3 separate regions of the Mus musculus genome follow, and regions 1 and 3 are each linked to region 2. A link is a contact called in public promoter capture Hi-C data. All regions are on one chromosome and are shown on one strand. The core of a region is the stretch at or near the end of the contact, and the rest is flanking DNA. Distances in the headings are between cores, read along the strand shown. Region 1 holds the start of Rbp4 (retinol binding protein 4, plasma). Region 2 holds the start of Blnk (B cell linker). Region 3 holds the start of Hells (helicase, lymphoid specific).

The links. Promoter capture Hi-C pulls out the DNA fragments that hold promoters and counts their contacts.
Region 1: a promoter capture Hi-C map of liver shows a contact between it and region 2, with 4 times the contacts expected there. A contact is called at or near these places in 2 of 39 promoter capture datasets (cranial neural crest and liver).
Region 3: a contact with region 2 is called in a promoter capture Hi-C map of embryonic stem cells, with 2.9 times the contacts expected there. A contact is called at or near these places in 1 of 39 promoter capture datasets (embryonic stem cells) and 1 of 130 datasets of targeted methods (large pre-B cells).

Annotation. Positions count from the first base shown.
Region 1 is chr19:38,123,391-38,126,246 of GRCm38.p6, forward strand. Rbp4 (retinol binding protein 4, plasma) reads right to left here and starts at 1,421. Exons shown (of 6, transcript NM_011255.3): 1 at 1,368-1,421; 2 at 1,129-1,257; 3 at 906-1,042; 4 at 639-745. The coding sequence starts at 1,239. Gm32440 (a long non-coding RNA gene) reads right to left here. Exons shown (of 4, transcript XR_877843.2): 4 at 2,364-2,856.
Region 2 is chr19:40,992,958-40,995,813 of GRCm38.p6, forward strand. It overlaps Blnk (B cell linker), which reads right to left and starts at 1,264. Exons shown (of 17, transcript NM_008528.5): 1 at 1,055-1,264. The coding sequence starts at 1,101.
Region 3 is chr19:38,929,510-38,932,312 of GRCm38.p6, forward strand. It overlaps Hells (helicase, lymphoid specific), which reads left to right and starts at 1,481. Exons shown (of 22, transcript NM_008234.3): 1 at 1,481-1,566; 2 at 1,882-2,003. The coding sequence starts at 1,899.

The DNA.
Region 1 (2,856 bases), core at 171-2,670, 2.9 Mb before region 2:
TTGCCTTAGGGCTGAGATTAGTTCCTTCTTTCTGAGATCTCACAATACTTCTTCCCACCCTAAATTATTCCTTAGTTATCAAGTAGCTTTCGGATCTATAATTTAAGTGAAATGGGCTGGGGGAGTCAAAGAACATGTCAATTGTGTGTCCTGAGAAGAATCCCAAACTTTAGGGAACTTTGTTGGGAGTTCTCAAAATCCTGCCTTGCATATGAGTATTTAAGGAAAGGAGACTATTGCTTCCAGAACACTGCCTGGCTGGGAGTCCACCGGGAGGGGCCTGGGCTGTGACCCAGCTCAGACACATAGTTCCCTCCTCTTGGATATCGGTCTCTAGCTCTGCCGATGTTCCAGATTGTCCTACTGTCTCAGAGATTCCACTCCAAGAGACAGAGTGGAGTGGTAATGTGTGAGACAGCGTGAAGTAAGTCACAGTGGATGATCAGGGAAATGGTACCCGATAAGCCCAAAGGCCCTTCCGAACTTGGATTAGGTATTTTAGGCTGAGAATCCAGTCGCTTCTAATCCCACATCCCCTAAATTCAGACAGGGCTGAGGGTTCTGCCTCTCGAAGCCCTTCCCAACGGTGCCGCTGAACAGAAACGCAGTGATTTGGCCATGTATGCCCCACTACTCACTTCCTCGCTGGAGAAAGGAGGCTACACCCCAGTACTTCATCTTGAACTTGGCAGGATCTTCAGTGTCTGTGAAAGTGCCCACCATGTCTGCACACACTTCCCAGTTGCTGCAAAAGCCAAGAGAATCCTGAGCCAAGCCAGGAAAGGGCTTCTACCTCATCCAAGGTACTCTTTTCCCATCCCAGTGAGGGTTGGGCTCCCAGGGAGCCAAAGGCAAGGTGGGAGGCACTTTGGAACGCCGCACACAGCCCACCAGAGGCCACTGACCTCAGAAGACGGACTCGTCCCTTGGCTGTGGCGCTCATATGACCCTTCTCGTCCACAGAAAACTCAGCGATGATGTTGTCTTGCAAAAAGAGACCCTCGGGGTCCTTTTTGGCGATGGCATACCAGAGCCCAGAGAACTGAGAAAGAGATGAGAGAGCTAGGGACTGGAGTCTGGGCTCCACCTCTGACCCGCAGGAATCGGGGAACCCGGGCTGATACCTACACGAGCCTTGTCGAAGTTCTCCTTGACTCGGAAGCTGCTCACCCTGCAGTCGCGCTCGGCGCTGCCGCCTCCCAGAGCCGCCAGCAGCACGAGCGCCCACACCCACTCCATCTCACCCCGGAGTCTGCCCTGCGGGACAGGCGCAGGGTAAACGCGGGGCCGGAGGACCGAGGCCGCCCGTCGCCCCCTCCCGCCCCACCCCGCCCTGCAGGTCCCCGGGGGAGCGCGCGGCGGCTCACCAGCAGGAGCCGCGTGCAAGCCTGGCCGCCGCGTTCGCGCGCGCGTGGAGCGACGGAGCCGAGCGGCCGTCGGTCCTTTATAGCTCCGGGGGGAGGGGGTCGCGCTTTCGTAACCGCGCGGGGTGAAAGACCGCGGGGAGGTGCCGGGGGCGGGAGGGGGGGGGGCGGCCGAGCTTGCATAACGCTCCCTGACTCACTCCTGAACGCACGCGGGGCCCCTCCGTCAGCCTTGCCGTCCCACGTCGCCTATGCTCCGAGCTCCGCTCAGGGTGGTCTCGGTGGAGCCAAACTCTCCAGCCCAGAGGATCCATCGGGGCCAAGAGCTGGCCCGGGGACCCAGCGGCAGCCAGCTGCAGTCTTGGGTGGCCTCCAGGTCCTGTTGCCCTGGCTGGAGGCCTACGTGGCCATGGTGTGGTGATGGTGGCCTCACTGAGCGAAAAGGGACCTATGATGTAGCCTGGAACATTAGCGTCCAGGCCCTGGCTTTCCCAAGTGGCCCCTGCTTCTACTGAGGAGCTGTTGTGAGAAGCTTTTTGGCATATTTTGGCTGTTTTTTTTTCCCCCTTTGAGAAAGGGCATATTTTACTCTTTGATGAGTTGTGGTGCTGTTTGGGTCAATATTTATTCTTTCATTTCATCATCTTTAGAAGGACTAAACCGCTCCCTGTTAAATATTCTCTAGAAACGCAACCTGGTCAGGACAGGAAATATTTTCTCAGCGCCAATGGCCGAGTGGTTGATCGTCCACTTCTCTTGCCACACTCCCCTGAAACCACACTGAAAAACATAATTGCCAAGTGTTTACCATGCATTTTTATTTCTAAGCCATATTAGGATTTATTTATTTCCAGAACAGCGAGGAAAACTGGCTCAGGAAGAGAAAAAGGAGAGGGAAAGAATTCCATAACCTTAATGGTAGTAGCCAAAAAAAGCTGTTGAAGGGTTGATTTTTTTTTTTTTTTTTTTTTTTTTTTTTTTTTTTTTTTTTTTTTTTTGCCTATGGCACGATATAACTCTACATTTCCCTCTGTATTTGGAGTTTGCGATCTGTCAAACTGAACCTAGCAGTTAAAAGGAGGAAGATTTCGACCAAATGAGATTTAGTGGGAAAAAAAAAAATTTTTTTTGACGAGAAAGTATTTGTGTCTCCATTGCCCAAAGTCTGAGCATATGAGAGTACATTGACCACTCTGCCATAGCTATATAAGAGGAGATGGGGAAAGGAGGAGAGACAGAGACGCCACAGAAAGAACTAAGTTGCCATTTCTTTCAACAAGCACCTTAGCCATGCCTGGCAACCTTGCAGAGATACCTGCGGCCTCCTTCAGCTTCCTGTGAGCTTTTGGACATTCACCTGCCTGGTTCTCTCTCCACCCCTGCACCCATTGTGCTCCTTGTAGTCTCTGTGGCACCAGAGACCATGTTTTATTTCCATAGGACTCTACAACTAGGGAAGAGTGTTTCTGGCCAGGAGGCTAACTGGGAAATT
Region 2 (2,856 bases), core at 14-2,513:
CTGACCAGCTGATGCTGCCCGCTGGTCTGGACCCCTTAGTACCTCTCAGTCTGCCTCTTACCAAACCCCTCAGAGTGAGAAGACCCATGTGCCACCGTGAAAGACTGTCCTTCTATCAACTCCATGTCTTTTCTTGTCATTTGTCTCAGACTCTCCAGTGCTCCATCCCTTAAGTATGACCTCATGAAAGTCCAAAGTTCTAGCCTGCACATGGAATATAACACACCCTTAAACGTTTGAAAGTTCCAGCCTCTGAGAGTCATCAGCCCCACTTCAGAAGACAATGCTCTTCAAACTCAAAAACTGGGAAGTCATCTTTGCATGGTCTCTTGACGTATGTATGCCTTAGGCCACTGCTGGCTTATTCTTTCTTAGTATATATTTCTTTAAATTGCCAAAGCTGTTTTTTAAAATGGTTATTGTTATTATCAGTATGTGTGTGTGTATGTGTGTGTGAAATGTGTGTGGGCATGATGTGTCAGGGCATGCATGTGCCAGGCTGGCAGTGACTGTGGAGTCCAAGGACAGCTTTGTGGAGTTGCTTCTCTTTCCGTTTTTTATCTGGGTTGTGGGCATGGAACTTAGATCATCAGACCTGCACATTCAGCACTTTATCCAGTGAGCCATCTGACATTCTAAAATAGATAGTCATGAGGGTACTGGAGAGACGCGTAGTTCCCCCAATAAACTTAGGGTGAACACCCACAAAACAAACAAGAGTCAGTAAGCGACAGTGACTACAAACGCTCTTCACACCATGGATGAGCCCCTCCTCAGACTCAGAAAGCTGGCTGTTGCTAGCATGTGGGCCATCAAATTTTCTATCTTCTTGCCTTCCCAGAGCTTCACTCTTTGTCCCATCCCTGGCAAAAACCAGCCAAAGCAGGTTCCTTCACTCCTCCTACACGTTTCTTTAAAAAGCTGATCTACTTCCCTATAGCCATTGCTAACCGATTGGCACTGGTCAAGTATCCCAAGGTTTTGGTGCCTCTGAGCGCTGGAGGAGCCCTAGAGGGCAAAGAAGAGGAATAAGGCTCCGAAGGGAATCTCTTACCTCAGCTTCTGGCTGGCAGGGACAGTTATCTTATTCAGCTTGTCCATTTTCTTGAGAGAGGATGTGTCGCTGTCCAGGGGGGTGTCAGCAGCTCCTGGACTTCCTGGGGAGCAGCATGGTAAGGCTCTGGCCTCAAGAACTCAAGCCACTGGAACTGACTTCTGCGAGCAACCCACAGGCTGCTGGCAAACACCCCTGCACAGGGGAAGTAAAACTCGCTGGAGCGCATCGCCAAGTTTCATGTTTCTACGAGGTCATGTGATCCAGGGAGTCAGCCAGCCTGGCTGATTACTGTGCGTTGTGTAAACTTCGGTAGTGAAACCTTATTGGGCATGCAAATCCCTTCCAGTAGCTCTTTTATGATCAGGTGTGTTGCCAGGTTGGATAAGTTTCTGACTGAGCACTACTTCCTGTTTGTCCCAAACCTTAGGTAGTCCCTGTTTTTAGCAGATGGCCAGAGTCACCCTGCCACTTCTTAGGTACAAGGAAAAGCTGAATAATCAATTATATCTGGATGGCTCTTTGGGGGCTTTCTGCTCATTTGCATTAAGCCATGGGTTAGCCTCTTCTTCTTAAGAACTAAGACATGAAATGGACAGTTCTTGTCACCGAGGTCACAGCAGTGGTCATTTAAAATGTGATAGGTAATTCTTTGTGCAAGGTCAAGGTCACTTAGGGGTGGGGAAAGGCGACCCTATCGTATGCTGTGTGGAGTCAGGAGTTGCCTTGCTGAAAGCTTGCCATTTTCAAATAAAGACAGGATACACTCAAAAGTCAGCTGAGGACAAGCCTAGTGATTTCCCAACACATGACATCAGGCGGATGCCTCCTAACTCCCCTCCATGTCTTCCCCTCTCATCACACCCAGTGCGACATGTCAGGTGTAGGGGTATCCCAAGCACAGTGAAATCCCACACCTGCCTCTGACCCCATCTAGACAGTTCTGCTATACTCCTCGAGACAACAAAACACAAAAAACAAAAAAATGAGAGGGCGTGTTCTTTCTTCCCCTTGGACCTGAACACCCCCACCCCCACTCACCTGGCACATCCTAGTCACCTTTGTGAAAGGAGATTACGTTCTGAACATTATCAAAGGACCATCGACCTGGGTCTAAAGAATGCACGGGGGGTTGGAGGGAGACAGAGTGGAGGGATTTCAGTTATCTCTCCTGTTATAGCTTCAAGGGCCTGGCTGAGGAGAGAGTGGGAAGGAGGACCAGGCCAGAGAAGGGAGGAGAAGAGACAGAGAGCAAACCCGGATTTCTTCCCGCCCCTGCCCACCCCCACCCCCAGGTTCTTTGTTCAAAGAGGAGCTCTTCGGTCCTCCTGGTTCCTTGACTGTTCACGTTCATGCACTATATCTGAATTTGCCATTCTTCAGGATGTCCGAGAGCTGATGCCTCAGAGTGGTTGAAGGGTGAGGTCCCTTTGCAGAAGAGTAGGGCATCAGGAGAGAAATGCAGACACTTGCTTCCCGTAACTGTTGCCTTTCTCTAATCTGCCTGCACGGTTTTCTTGCAATGTATCCTGAAGGAGATCTAGTTCCCTGCCCCGCCCTTCCCACAGCTCTTAGCAGAAAGGAACATAAAAACCATATATGATGTCATCAAGGGTCAGGAGAGTCTGGCCAGGGGGGTGATAATAGCCTTTTGTTCCTTCTGGATGGTTGTAAAATGCTTCCAATTGACCTGCGGACTTTCCTCTCCACCAACTCTGTCGAGCACCTGGTCTGGCAACTTCTTATTTCCCCAGAGAAAGAGAGAGGGTCGAGGGTTCCACTTCTGCTTTTTCTTTTTACAG
Region 3 (2,803 bases), core at 231-2,730, 2.1 Mb before region 2:
CTATGCATAAGGATTTAGAAGTTCTGGTTCATTGCTGTATATTTTCTGTTGTTCTGGAGGCATTTACACAGAGGCCTTGAAAGCAGAGAGCTGGTGCTTTTCTTAGCCATTGCTAGTATTTAGTCTACACAGCAGCCAAGATGAGTCAGGAAATTAATGTAGCAATGTAGCAGATGTCTGTTCTGTGAGAACCAAATGAATTTGCACTGTGCTCCAACTCTTGTTCTGGACAAATCAACCTGCTCTTCCTAAAGACCTAGAAGGGAAGCCGACCATCAAGGCATGGTTGCATACATTGGCACGTGGGAGGCAGAGGCAGGTGGGGCTCTATGAGTTCAAGGGTGGCATAATCTACATAGCAAGTTCTAGACCAGGGGGGGAGGAGCGCAGCATAGTGAGACCCTGTCGCAAATAAAATCTTATTTTTTAAAATAGAGGATCCCCCCGAAGGTGGTTATGGTAAAGCCATGTCTTTTTCTCTTAAATTTTTCTTTACATTTTTATTTAGTGTGCATATTTAGAGGTGTGTGGGTAGGCTTACAAATGCGACTTGGTACTCATAGAGATTAACGGACAATTTGCAGGACTTTTCTTCTCCGTGCGTAAAGCATTGCAGAAAAGGAATTGAAACCTAAGCAAAACGGCCACGAGAAAAACCCTTCAGCACCCACTCTTATTAGCGGTCTATTTGTTTTCTGAAAAAAAAAAAATTTTTTTTTTTTTTTAAAGATTCATGTACTCCAGGGCTCCAGGGTGTCTGTAAACCAAGGATCACTGACCTTCCAAAAGTCCTAATCCTGTGCCTGGACCTCCACTGCGCGAGATGACAAGGGAGCCTTTCCCTGTGGGCAGGCATTACACCAACTCCGCTACACCTACAGACCTTGTTCTCTCCTCCGTTCCTCTCAGTCAGTTTATCACTCGCTATTTTATCCTAAATACTTTTTCCCCCCTGAACTAGCTATAATCTTAATTTCTCATCTTTCTTCTTACTCACAAACCACTCCTCAGAGTTATTTGGAAAGGAAGTTTACGAAAAACCGCGAACTACAACTGGTCAGGGTCCAGCGAGCTTGGCCGTTTTTGACACCCTAACATCGACCTTCACCTACCGAAAGGACAGGTATTGGGGGCGTTCAAACAATCCAGTGTGTGAAGAGGTCTTGCACCCGCCGAACAACTCGGGACCATCATTAAATAAGAAAGGGGCGATCGGGGCCACTACGGTCTGCGGCGCCTCTGTGACCACGGGCGACATTCAAGGCTGGAGCTAGCTACACCCCCTTTGCCTGGGTCCAGGTAAAGGCTTAACGCATCCCTCCTGGGGAGAGGCGGAAAGCAAAGCCAAGCGCGTCCAAATCTCGTGAGCCGAGGTCTGCAGCGGGCGGGGAGCCCGAAGTCTCGCGAGACCACCGGGTTTTCCCGCGAAAGAGAAGCGCGCGAATTTCTTGCGCCGCGGGGCGAGCGAGCCGGCGGGGTGTGAGGATTTAGCTCGCGGCGTTTGAGGCGACTGGGTCCCCGGCCGGTGTCCAGCCGTGCCTGCGGAGCCGCCCGCGAGCAGCAGCGGTGAGCCGGCGGCGTGAAGGCTGCACCCCGGGGAGGGAGCTCGCCGGGGTCCGGGCTGAGGAGGGGAAAAGGCGTGAGGAGCCGCCGGCGGCGACCTGGTCTGCTTGGTGGCACGGAAGCGTTCCCCCACGTCTCCCTTACAGGTCTCCTCACGAGCTGGGTCCCGGCCGACCGGCTTTGCCACCCAGACGCTGTCCGTGGCTTTGGCCGGCGATGCAGACGGCCAGGGAGGGGGAAGGCCGTGGCTTCCCGAAGTTGGAACTCGGGGGTTGTAACTTGAATCCCGTTCTGAAAGCCCCCGCCGTGCTCCCTTAGGGTCCTTGGCTCCAGAGATGGCCGAACAAACGGAGCCTGCGGTGATTACTCCAGCCATGCTGGAGGAGGAGGAACAGCTCGAGGCTGCGGGACTTGAGAAAGAGCGGAAGATGTTAGAAGAGGTAATGTAAAGTCCACGGCCGGCGGTTCTCCCCGGCTCCCCACCCCCACCCCCGGCCTGCCTCCCCGCCTGCCTCCCCCACTTGCTTCTCCTTGAACTTCCAAGCAGCCCTGGCCACTTGGCTTCTCCGTACTTGTAAAGTGGAAATCTTGGCGTGGGCTTTGAATGATAGATAGGTTTCTGAAGTGTGGTCTGGGCGGGGTAGGTTGCAACTTATCTTTGAGTGGACGTTTCAGATTGCTTTTTTGACTACTAAGATTCAGTCAAGAGTCACTGGTAAGTGTTTGCTTGCTTTTGCCATCTTTATTGGCTTTTAAAATATGTTCTCTCACTGTATGCCTAATGGCCAACATTATTAATCTTTAATGCCCCGAGTCATAATGTATGTATTAGTAGACAGAGGTGGTAGACGTTGACATTAATCAACGGTTGGGCTGTAAGCCGGGTCTACTGATAATTCCCTTCCCCTCTATTTTTCTGTTGGGTTTGTTTTTGAGACAGTATTATGCTGGCCTTCATATCCTAGGGTCCCCCTGCCTAGCTTCCCAGTGCTGGCTGGGATTACTGGAGTGTGCATATCATTCCCTTCTCCTAAGGATTTCTTAGCAATTTATTACTGTTTGCTGCCTAAGTAATCAATTTGTTTTAGTTTTCTACAAGTAAGGTTCTTTAGCTAAAATTGAGGTGTATGTTTTCATGGTAAGTTACAGTATTTGTACATTTCTTTAAAAAACAGAATCTTTTAAAACGTAGTGAAAGCAGCTTTTAACATTTGGCAAGTTTAGTTCTTGATTAGTACTA